Regions from separate parts of the Gossypium hirsutum genome. Here region 1 is linked to region 2. A link is a contact called in public Hi-C data. All regions are on one chromosome and are shown on one strand. The core of a region is the stretch at or near the end of the contact, and the rest is flanking DNA. Distances in the headings are between cores, read along the strand shown.

Region 1 (5,142 bases), core at 29-2,528, 520 kb after region 2:
CGGGTCGTACAAGGAATGAAGAGTAGCAGGGTGTTGGGGGGGTTGGGCTTGGTTAGGGTTATGGAAGAGGTTTTGGTGAGAAAAAACAGTGGGGTTGTGATGAGAAAGGAGGGTTTCGTTGTAAGGTTGGTGGTGGGTGGTGGTGGTGGTGGTGGCATAGTGATGGAAAAGCTGACGATTGGGGTCGGGTTCTTGGGCGGTCTCTTCACCCGATAACATGATTGAAGAGGGGTTTCCCCATTCGTATTCCAACATGGTGTGGGAGCAGCAAAATTTCAAAGAAAAACCCTTTTTCCCCTTGTTTCCGGCGAGGCTACGGTGTCGTTTTTGTTGTCGGTATGATTGCTTACCATTGATGATCTGTCAACAACAACAACAACAAAGTATTAAAGGGATAGAGAGAGAGAGACAGAGAAGGAAAGGGATGGTAAAAGTGTCAGCGTTTACAAGAAATAAATCGAGGGGGGGAGGGGGGGCAGGATAAGTAAGTAGTGTTGAAGTTTTAATGGCTATCTTTTAAGAAAGGGGCATTAGAGAATGAACAGTTGAGGCGAGAGGACATGTCGGTGTTGAAGGTGGTTTCTTTAGCTCCACAGAAAAAACAAAGCAATTAAAATATGATAAAGAAAAAAGAAGCTGACCTTACAAGCTTAAACACATAGAAGAAGCAGTGGGGGATTTGGGATTCCCAGAGAGGGAGTTGGTTCAGCTCGTAAAATTCCCTACACTTACGGGAGCAAGCTTCATTTAAGGACCCTCTGGAATATTTGTTGATTAAAGGCAAGGTCGCACATTTTTGACGCCTTAAAATACAAAACACCCCCCATCTTTCTCTCTCTAGTCTCTGTCGTTGTGAAAGCCAACTCCAACTTCACACAATGTAGGTGAGAGAGTGGGAGAAGAAATTACAGTAACACCCACATGATGTTTACGTATGAGTGGGGGCCAAAACCACAGTAAGAAAAACGGAGAGAGGAAGGTTGGGTTCCCTTCCCACGATGTTTGGGCCAATATCTCGCCCCAGTTGCAATTATTTAAAATGGTTGGGTTGTGAGGCTTACGCCACGCGGTGCCATGGTCCCACTTCACCTTCCTCCTCTATTGCTGGGAATTAACATTACCAATTAAATCACTATATGTTTGTTTTAATTGGTTGGCAATAAAGAAAAGAGGTGAAATGGTGTGTTTTGCATACCAAAGCAATTTCAGTTCATGCCAAACCAAACATTAGGATATTCATGGACTGTGATTGGGAAATGAAAACCACTGTTTCATTTTTTTATCATAAATAAATTGGTAGCTAACTATATCTATTTTTGTAAGTTTGCATCACAACCATTACTCAAAACGGTACCTAAACTATGTCCCATTATTAAAGTATTTTATCTTAAAAAATATTTCTTAATCAATTAATTTGTGATATGTGATAATTTTTAACGTAAAAAAACTTTTTAAAAAATTATAAACATATTTTTTTCTTTTTTCTTTACCTAGGAAACCTGATGACGAAATTTAAAAAACTCGTCGAAAAATTAATCCAAATTCAATTTTCTTGCCCAGTTTCTAATTTTTGTTGACAACCCAAATTCTGACAGGCTTCTTTTCTATTTTAAATCTCAATTTTGAGTCCTTTCTTACCCCCAATGCAAAATCTATCTATTATTTTTCTTAAAAGTAAATTTATTTGTTCTTTTCTTTATATTTTGCATATAAAATAGTTAATGTTAAGTAAAGTTTTATAATGAAAAAACCCAGATAAAACATGAAATTCAAATATAGAGAAGAAGTTGAGTGGGAAAAATGGTAAGAAGATAGCAAAAAAATAAAAAAAACTATCAGTTAACAAATGCATTAAAAGCAAAGAAAGAATTGTGGGGAAGTTCTTTGGTGAAAGAACAAAAGAATAGAATATGTGTATGAGTGTTTTTTTTTTTAAGTTAAGGAAATAATATTTAATTTTTTTGGATTTTTTAAGTTAAAAATTGCCAAGTGTCATAAAATGATTGACTAAGAGATTTTTTTTAATGGTTTGGGTAATTTAGATAGCGGAGTATAACTTAAGTACTAATTTAGGTAATGAAGTATAGATTAGGTACCATTTTATGATTTAAGCCATTGTGAAATTATAATGAAGGGTCTTGTTCGATAACACGTTAAAAAAATTAAATCAACAAAAAATTAATATTTTTAATTATTTAGTTTTTTAAGCATGTTTAATAATACACAATAAAAAAATAAATGATAAATTTTTTTTAATCAAAAAGTGTTGAAAATAACAAGTAGATAATGAACTATTTATCATTTCATGTAAAAAAAAATTTCAATTGTTTTTATTCTTTTAGCCTATGTTTGAATTGGAGGTGACGAGGGGAAAGTAAAGTAAGGGAAAGTATCATTCTTTCTTTAATTGGATAGACTTTGTAAATTAAGCTAGGGAAAAGTAAGGGAAGTTGAGGGTCACAATAACTTTTAAAATGAGAATCAAAATCATTTTAGCTATTAAAATAAAAACACCACCACATAATCTTTCCTTTTTTTTTCTTTTTACCATGCAATTAAAGTTTCAAGGTGAAAATTTTTGGATACTATTTATTTTCAGATTTAATTTTTAAAAAAAATGGAAAGAGATTAGGATTATTAATATTAAAAAAAATTATTCTAAATAAATTAATCAATTTGGACATTTAGTATTTGTTTTTCTTGATTAAAAAAATTGGTCGACCATTTCACTTTAAAAATTTTGGGTTTTTTTAATAAATTTTTTTTACTCTAAAAATTTTGAGAATTTTTTCTTGGTTGAAATCACCCAATTTTAATTTTAATAACCCCATTATCTTCCTTTTCATTCCAATTCTTTTACTACAAAAAAAAAAGAAATTAAATAAATAAGTAAAAATTATCTAAATTCTTTTAACCTGAGACTTCAATTACACAGTGAAAAAAAAAAGAGAAAGGTTGGGGTTTGTCTACTTCTTGGCACGGTGGTTACTTCCTTCTCGGTTGTCTTCTTTGAAAGTTCTTTCTTCTCGAGTTTCCTTTCTTTTACTGTTTATTTGTTTGTGGATCAAGTGGGTGGGAGGTTTTGAGGTTCCACACAGTTATGGAACAAGACTTGGCTGCTCTCAAAATCTCAGAAATAAAGGATGATGAAATTCAAATTGTGAGGGCTTCGACAACACCAAAACCTCTTTATGATTTATGTTTGTTGGGTTGTTTCATTATTGTCAGTGTGGTGCATTTCCCTGTTACGCGCACAACGTTGGCTAATCTTTGGCATCCTTTGGAGGTATTCAAATTTCTTATTTGGGGGATTAATGGTTTCTCTTCCAATTCTTCCATCAAGTTGACATTGACCGGGTGGTGACTAGTGCCTTGTGGACTTTCAATAATCACCTGGTAGTGTTTCATTGTTTGCAACCAAATAAAGACCCAATGCTTGTGTCGTTGGTCTACTCCTATTTTTGGGTACAAGTTCATGGTTTGTCGTTAGGTTGTTTCTCGAAAATTGTTGCTCTGCAATTAGGTAATTTTGTTAGTGCTTTTAAAAAGTATGATGCTAAACAGATAAGTAGTGGAACTCTTTCTTATTTATGCATGCGGGTTCAGCTTGATATACAGACTCCATTAAAGCGAATGAAGAAAATTCTACTTTCCCCTGGCAATTCTATGTATGTGCACTTCTATTATGAGAAATTGACACTATTTTGCTACCTGTATGGATGTTTGGGGCATGGTGATAGTTTCTGTCCTATACAATTGACTAGGGATGTTTCTGATTCTGATATGGGGTGGGATGCATCTCTACAGGCAGTGGGTTAGAGGGCCACTGTAGTTGACAGTGTTTGGCTGCGAAATGAGGCAGCTGGAGGATTAACGGAGGGTGTTTCTTTAGAAAGAGTCTCTAGTGACGACATTCAGACACACCTTTCGGACCTACTTCGGGTCCTATTCATCCCATGATGGGGTTTAATTTTAAAGGGAATGCTTTCGTAGGTCAGGGTAGTGCTTTGGGCATGGTGGGACTTTTTGTAACACCTCAAACCGGGCTTAGATGTTACGGCTCAATCCAAGCGATTACATGGGCCATAAAAATGGCGAAAACTTTGAGTTGAAATAAATAAATATAGTTTTTGAAAAAGCATTTTAATATTCCCTTTCTATACGATGTTGAAAAATATTACGTCGAAAGAAAACTTACTTATTATTTGTAAAATATTGGTTTGATCATCAAAAATCCATGTCCGATTAATTGAGTTTACAGAAAACGGATTTAATTAAGAAATCACCAAAACATTTATCCATATCAAAATTCATGCAAAAAGTCCAATAAACCATGAAGAATGGCTAAAACGTATGCAATAAGAAAATCCATTTGTTCTCGAAAACATGTCATGTAGAAAATTTTATGTTCTTTTTAAAAAAACTATTTAATCATTTTTATAAAAAAATACTTGTATTATGACTTAGTTTTGAAAACATATTTGCAGCGGATAATATTTCTTAAAATCGTTTAATGATAATTTGAAACGATAATTCCAACATAAACAATCCATGCAATAGTTATAAAATGTTAAAAACAAATCTCTATGCCACAGTCCACAATTAAATAAAGTCCCAAAAAGTTATAAAAACAAACCCAAATCAAAGTCAATATAAATCCATAAAAAGGTATTAAGTCTAATATTTTATTAAAAATTTATTTTCGAGAGCATCACCAAGAATCTGCATCCGAGCCCTAATTACAAGGATTATATGAGACACACGAGTAATATGGGTGAGCTTTAAAAGGCTCAGTGTGAGATCAAAAACAAAGTATATATATAATATAACATACTTTTCAACATATCGAATAAACATATCCAAATCAAAATATATACCATTTTTACAGAAATCTCATATCATTAATAGTACACATATACATAAATGTCGAGACATGCTTATGTAACAATGCACATTTTGAAGAATTTTCCTACCCATCTCTGCTACATACCAATATCGAGCTCCCCAAAACCCGTCCATCCAATAACACCATTTGCAGATAAGTCACCATATAAATGTCGAAAAACGGCCACATAACACATTATGGACAAGCCACCACATAATTGTCAATAACGACCACATAATCGTAGATAAACTGCCACA
Region 2 (4,989 bases), core at 57-2,556:
AAACTTTAATGTACATTAGAATATCATTAGAAAATGTGTATTGCACAAATTATAGTGGATCATTTCCCTAGATCAACTTAAGCCCTTTAATCAAGCATCTATGAAATATATTTCATAAATTTATGCTTCCAGCGAAGTGCATCAGTAGCCGAAGACGAGCTGATCCGTGGCCGGACAAAACTCAGGTTTGTAATTTCAAATGAAGTACAGTGTAATGTTAACTTCTGCCTCTTGAGGCTAATTATTGCCATTGGACATATTCAATTTTGTTTCAGGCAAGCAGGCAAGCAGATCCGAAGTGTAATTCAGTCAGCTTATAAGATTGAAAGACAAGCAGCAGGTATTCAAGTACTCTCTCTCAATTAGGTTCATTGAATTATTTTCAGCATTTGTAAGGCTGAGAAAACTTCCTTATATTATGTCGCATCAGGACTAAAAGATACCCTTGGAGAACTTCCAAGCAGAGAGGCATCTCGGTTTCGATCGCAGGTATGTTCTTCGAATATTATGAATGGACTTGTTTTTTGAATATATATAAGTATATTGATTGTCATATAATGAAATGCATAGACCATAAACCTGGATGACTGCTGCTGTTTTCCTTGGAAGCATTGCTTATATGGAATAATTGATTTGCAGGTTTCCAGCCTTGCGTCTCAGGCAAAGCGAGAACGGAATGTTTTGACAAAGGAGGTTTCAAAAATTAGTAATCATGGAATTGCAGTTTGAGGCATCTCTTGTCCCTGCTATTTTGTTAAGTTCACATGTCACTGTTTTCATCACTAACACGATGTTTTGAGTGGATACATTTTGGGTGGAGGTTCTATCATTATATTCAAATTTTAATTGGAGCCTGATGTTTACACGTCGGGGAACATGTATAAAATAAACGAACTTCCTACATGAATTTTAGTATTCCATTTTTAAGGCCCTGGTTTCTGAACTTAGAAGGTCTCAAGGTTTGGTTTCAAGGCCTCATAGTTTGGTCCAATCTATGGAAATAGAATTGTAGTAATCCAGCACGAATAATTCATTAAACCTATGTCTGGGTTGTGAGAAAAATAAATTATAAATCACAAAGGGTAGCAAGTGATATATTATAGTTCTTTCAATTTTATCTTTTTCAAAAATAAATTTGAATTAAGTGTGTTGATTTTCATATGGTTATATTATTATTATTATTTAAAAATAAGTTAAGTATTTGGTATACTTGTAGTCTATTTTTGTAACTGTAAAATTGATAATTAAGATGAATATTAAATCTTAAATCAGCAGGAATACTTGATTAAAGAGAAGAAGGAAAAACACAACATTGTGTATTCAGCAAGTTTCGCGGCAAATCTTTTAATTAGCAAAATTTCACCATCGGCTCAAGTATGAGCTTCTCTTTGTAAAATGTTAAAACAGACAGATAAGTTCTAAGCTCACATGCTTTAGAAATTGGGATCAATCATTTTATAATGTTCGTTATTAAAATTTGAAAGGTGAAAGCAGGCAAGGACACAGAGCTATGAAGCCATTGTTAGCATGAAGCCGCCATGCCATCCTAGAACAATGTCAGGCAGGAGACAAGCAAGCAAGAAATCGGAAACAGTCCCTTCAATCCACGTATAGTATTCCTTGGCTACTGGTGTCGATCCCTACCAATCATAAACAGCTATTTTGGGTTGGCCCAGAAAATTGAAATTGGGATATTGGACGCCATTGATTACAGTTTTATCCCCCAAAGTCCCACTGTGTTTGAACCACAGATTTCAATTTTTTTTTTTTAATCAGTTGGTGCTGGCGCGAAGAAATAGAGAAACCCAAGCACCATGTCACTCGCGGCTCTCACTCTATCGTCTCCTCTTACTGTCTCCACTACCACCAAACAAAAACCACGGCCTCCTCACTATCCTAGACCTAAAATCACATGCTCCTCCCTCACCACCCAATCAGCCAAACAACACCTCCTCAATCTCATCTCCGACCAGGAGCGGGGTCTCAAAACCCAAAACGACACTAACAAACGCGATTCAATAATCAAAGCCATTGATGCCATGGCCGTTCTGGGCCGCAATACTGTCACCACAGGCGACTCCCTATCCGCCACGTGGCGGCTTCTATGGACTACGGAGAAAGAGCAGCTCTTCATTATAGAGAAAGCTTACCTCTTCGGTACTCAAGCCGGCGACGTTTTGCAGGTCATAGATGTCGACAACAAGACCCTCAATAACGTTATTACCTTTCCACCCGACGGAGTTTTCTTCGTTCGGTCCAGCATTGAAATTGCGTCGTCTCAGAGAGTGAATTTCAAGTAATTACTTCTTCTTCAGCAAAACCTACTTTTCCTTCTTTTCCTCTCGCTTAACGACTGAATAAAATTGTATTTTGAATTTCTAGGTTTACGAGTGCGGTTCTCAGGGGAAAAAACTGGGAGTTCCCGTTGCCTCCATTTGGGCAGGGTTGGTGAGCACTTGTATCTTTTTTATATATATTATTGACTGTAATAATTCTCATTTATTTTGCAGTAATACATAATTTTAGGTCTTGATTTACATTAGGAACTCTGGGTTCCAAGCTTAGCATTTGACAATAAGGTCCACTCCTCCTTGATGCCTTTTCTTAAGTTGCAATTCTATAAAAACATGTTTAATACTGATAGTAAATATTTCCTTGTGTTTGATGGCAATTTCTTATGGATACGGTTTCCTGTTCTTTTTGAGAAAGCCGAGAAGTGTTTTTCTGATTGTAAGATTCTGTATAGGTTTGAAACTGTTTACCTTGATGATGAGATACGAGTTGTGAAGGATATCAGGGATGATTATTTAGTTGTCGAGCGTGCACCATACAACTGGAAAGAATAAAGTGGATGAACCTTGCCTCTCTTTGTAATCAAATGTGAGCTTTCTAACCCTTTATCTAATTGAAACTTAGTTATTTCTTCCTTCTGTTTGACTTGATTTGAGGTTTGTTAGAGGCCATTATGAGCTATAAATAACTGGGTAAGAAGTAGTAACTAAAAAAATGTTATTTCACTTTTCGTTCTGTGTTAAGTCAGTATGTACATATAAAATATTCGAGCAAATGCCATATGAAGTCACGAATAAAGGATTTTCCTCCATTTTTCTCTTTATTTTTTTTCAGGTGAATATTGAATGGATGGCCATGCTTTCAAATATTTATCTGAAAAATTCAGGGCTTCTTCCCTGTTCTGATGGTGACAAACAATGTATGTTTAGCAATATATACCATTTATGTGAATATTTTCCCAAGTACTAGAACAAAAACATATCACAGCCTTATAAGAGCTGATTACTACATGTTGATGCATGAGAATCCTTTTTTTTTTTTCTTTGTTATATTTTTGCTTCATGCCTATGGGATTTTAAATTCAATTGATTCACCAGGTGCAACAATTTCATATCCATTCAGCTATCAACTCAACTCATCTTTCTTTTCCTTTTATTAGACATGTTTTCACACTTGCTGTACACAATATTCTACTTTACTCTCAAATTTATGTAACTTTCACTTCGATTGCTTATTTATTTTCTTAGACCATCCTCATGGAAATATTTTGCTCTTTCTGTTTCAAGTATGGACATGTATTAATTGATGAGTGAATTATCTGAGACTGCTTCTTTACTGATTTCATGGGCTTTTTCTCCTTCCATTATATAGTGTCATTTCAGGAATTAGAGAAGCAATAACATTTTTAATCTTCCGCATTTAATTATTAATAATTTTCTTTCTTACTTCTAGTTGGAGTTCAACTTCAGATAATTTTATGCAATGAGATATTCAGTTTCTAAAAAGTCAAGATCCTAGTTGTGTACTTTTTGCCAGGTTTCTGATGTTACTTGCCTTCATTGAAATGATCCTCAAAAGAAGATATCTTCTTTCAAGAGTAAATATATAATCAGTAAATGGTGGATTATATGTCTGTGTGTCTGATATTTGTTAAAGTGTTTTTGTAACTCAAAGCCATGCAGAAGATACATGAGAACAGCGGCTGGTTTGTTGATGTATATTTCACAATGTAGGCATGAAGTTCTCTAGTTTCCTTTTTTGCTACAGGAATTATAGTGTTTATAGGCTTATACGTGTCCTATTTAACTTGAATTAAGTTTGACTTAGGCTAGATTTTTGGTTCTCTACTGCTAAAACTTAAAAAGTGCTCAAGCATACGTGTTGGCTGTTGGGGTCACCTTCATTCTCATTTTAAGGACTTGTCTATCAAATGCCAAACGGTAATTGAAAATGGTCAGTTAGACGAGAGATGGAAAATATTTGCTTGAATATATTATTATTGGGGATTTGCAGAGTGATGGAAGGAAAAATGTTATAGAAAATGGCTCAACCATAGTCCAGCCCGGACTGAAGGATTAAGAAACATGCCACACGAGCACCCCTGCATCTCTCCAGGTAAGAAAAGAAGCAGCAAATTACAAAGTAACCGTACAGTTTTCTTTTGAGGAGGATGCCGTAAACTGTAGGCAGTTGCAGACTTTGCTGAATCTCGATATATTTATTTATACCAAAAGAAGCATGATTTATGGTCGGGCCGCAAGTTGGATGAGTAGTTATCTTTTATTGTCTGCCTCATAATTTTCATTTCATATGAGAAGTAAATATTCACATTGATAGCATTGATTGTGCACAGGTGTTTGCAATCGATGCTGCCAATGATTAGTTGCAAAACACGGGGCTTTCTATCACACTGCTCAAACCATGGCTGATTTCCATTTTGCTCGTTCTGTACCTTTCCAGTGCAACTGGTTGCAACAACTTAGATGCTAGTGCAATTAACAAAGTGAAGATCATAAACAGATAATTGACTGAATCTTACTTTTTGTTCTCATTGTATGTTTAAATATTTTAGCCGATTTACTGACTGCAGGACTCAAAAGCAGGATCCAAAAGGCTTCCGAATGGATAACTTTAAATCATTTCTTTTTAAGATTAAAAAAAGACAGTAAAAACATGAAGTGGGTAGGTAGCATTAAA

What was found. A called contact is a pair of places that touch in the nucleus more often than the background predicts.
Region 1: a contact with region 2 is called in a Hi-C map of leaf, with 2.0 times the contacts expected there. The contact joins the promoter of LOC107952874 here to the promoter of LOC107952163 in region 2. A contact is called at or near these places in 3 of 34 Hi-C or Micro-C datasets (callus and leaf).

What each region holds. Positions count from the first base shown.
Region 1 is chrA07:37,365,069-37,370,210 of Gossypium_hirsutum_v2.1, forward strand. LOC107952874 (squamosa promoter-binding-like protein 8) reads right to left here and starts at 1,279. Exons shown (of 4, transcript XM_041118154.1): 1 at 647-1,279; 2 at 1-360. The coding sequence starts at 255.
Region 2 is chrA07:36,843,583-36,848,571 of Gossypium_hirsutum_v2.1, forward strand. It overlaps LOC107952163 (probable plastid-lipid-associated protein 11, chloroplastic), which reads left to right and starts at 1,307. Exons shown (of 5, transcript XR_005930053.1): 1 at 1,307-2,296; 2 at 2,383-2,448; 3 at 2,747-2,880; 4 at 4,306-4,407; 5 at 4,646-4,843. It overlaps LOC107952162, which reads left to right. Exons shown (of 9, transcript XM_016887443.2): 6 at 133-185; 7 at 276-340; 8 at 431-489; 9 at 640-903. The coding sequence ends at 729.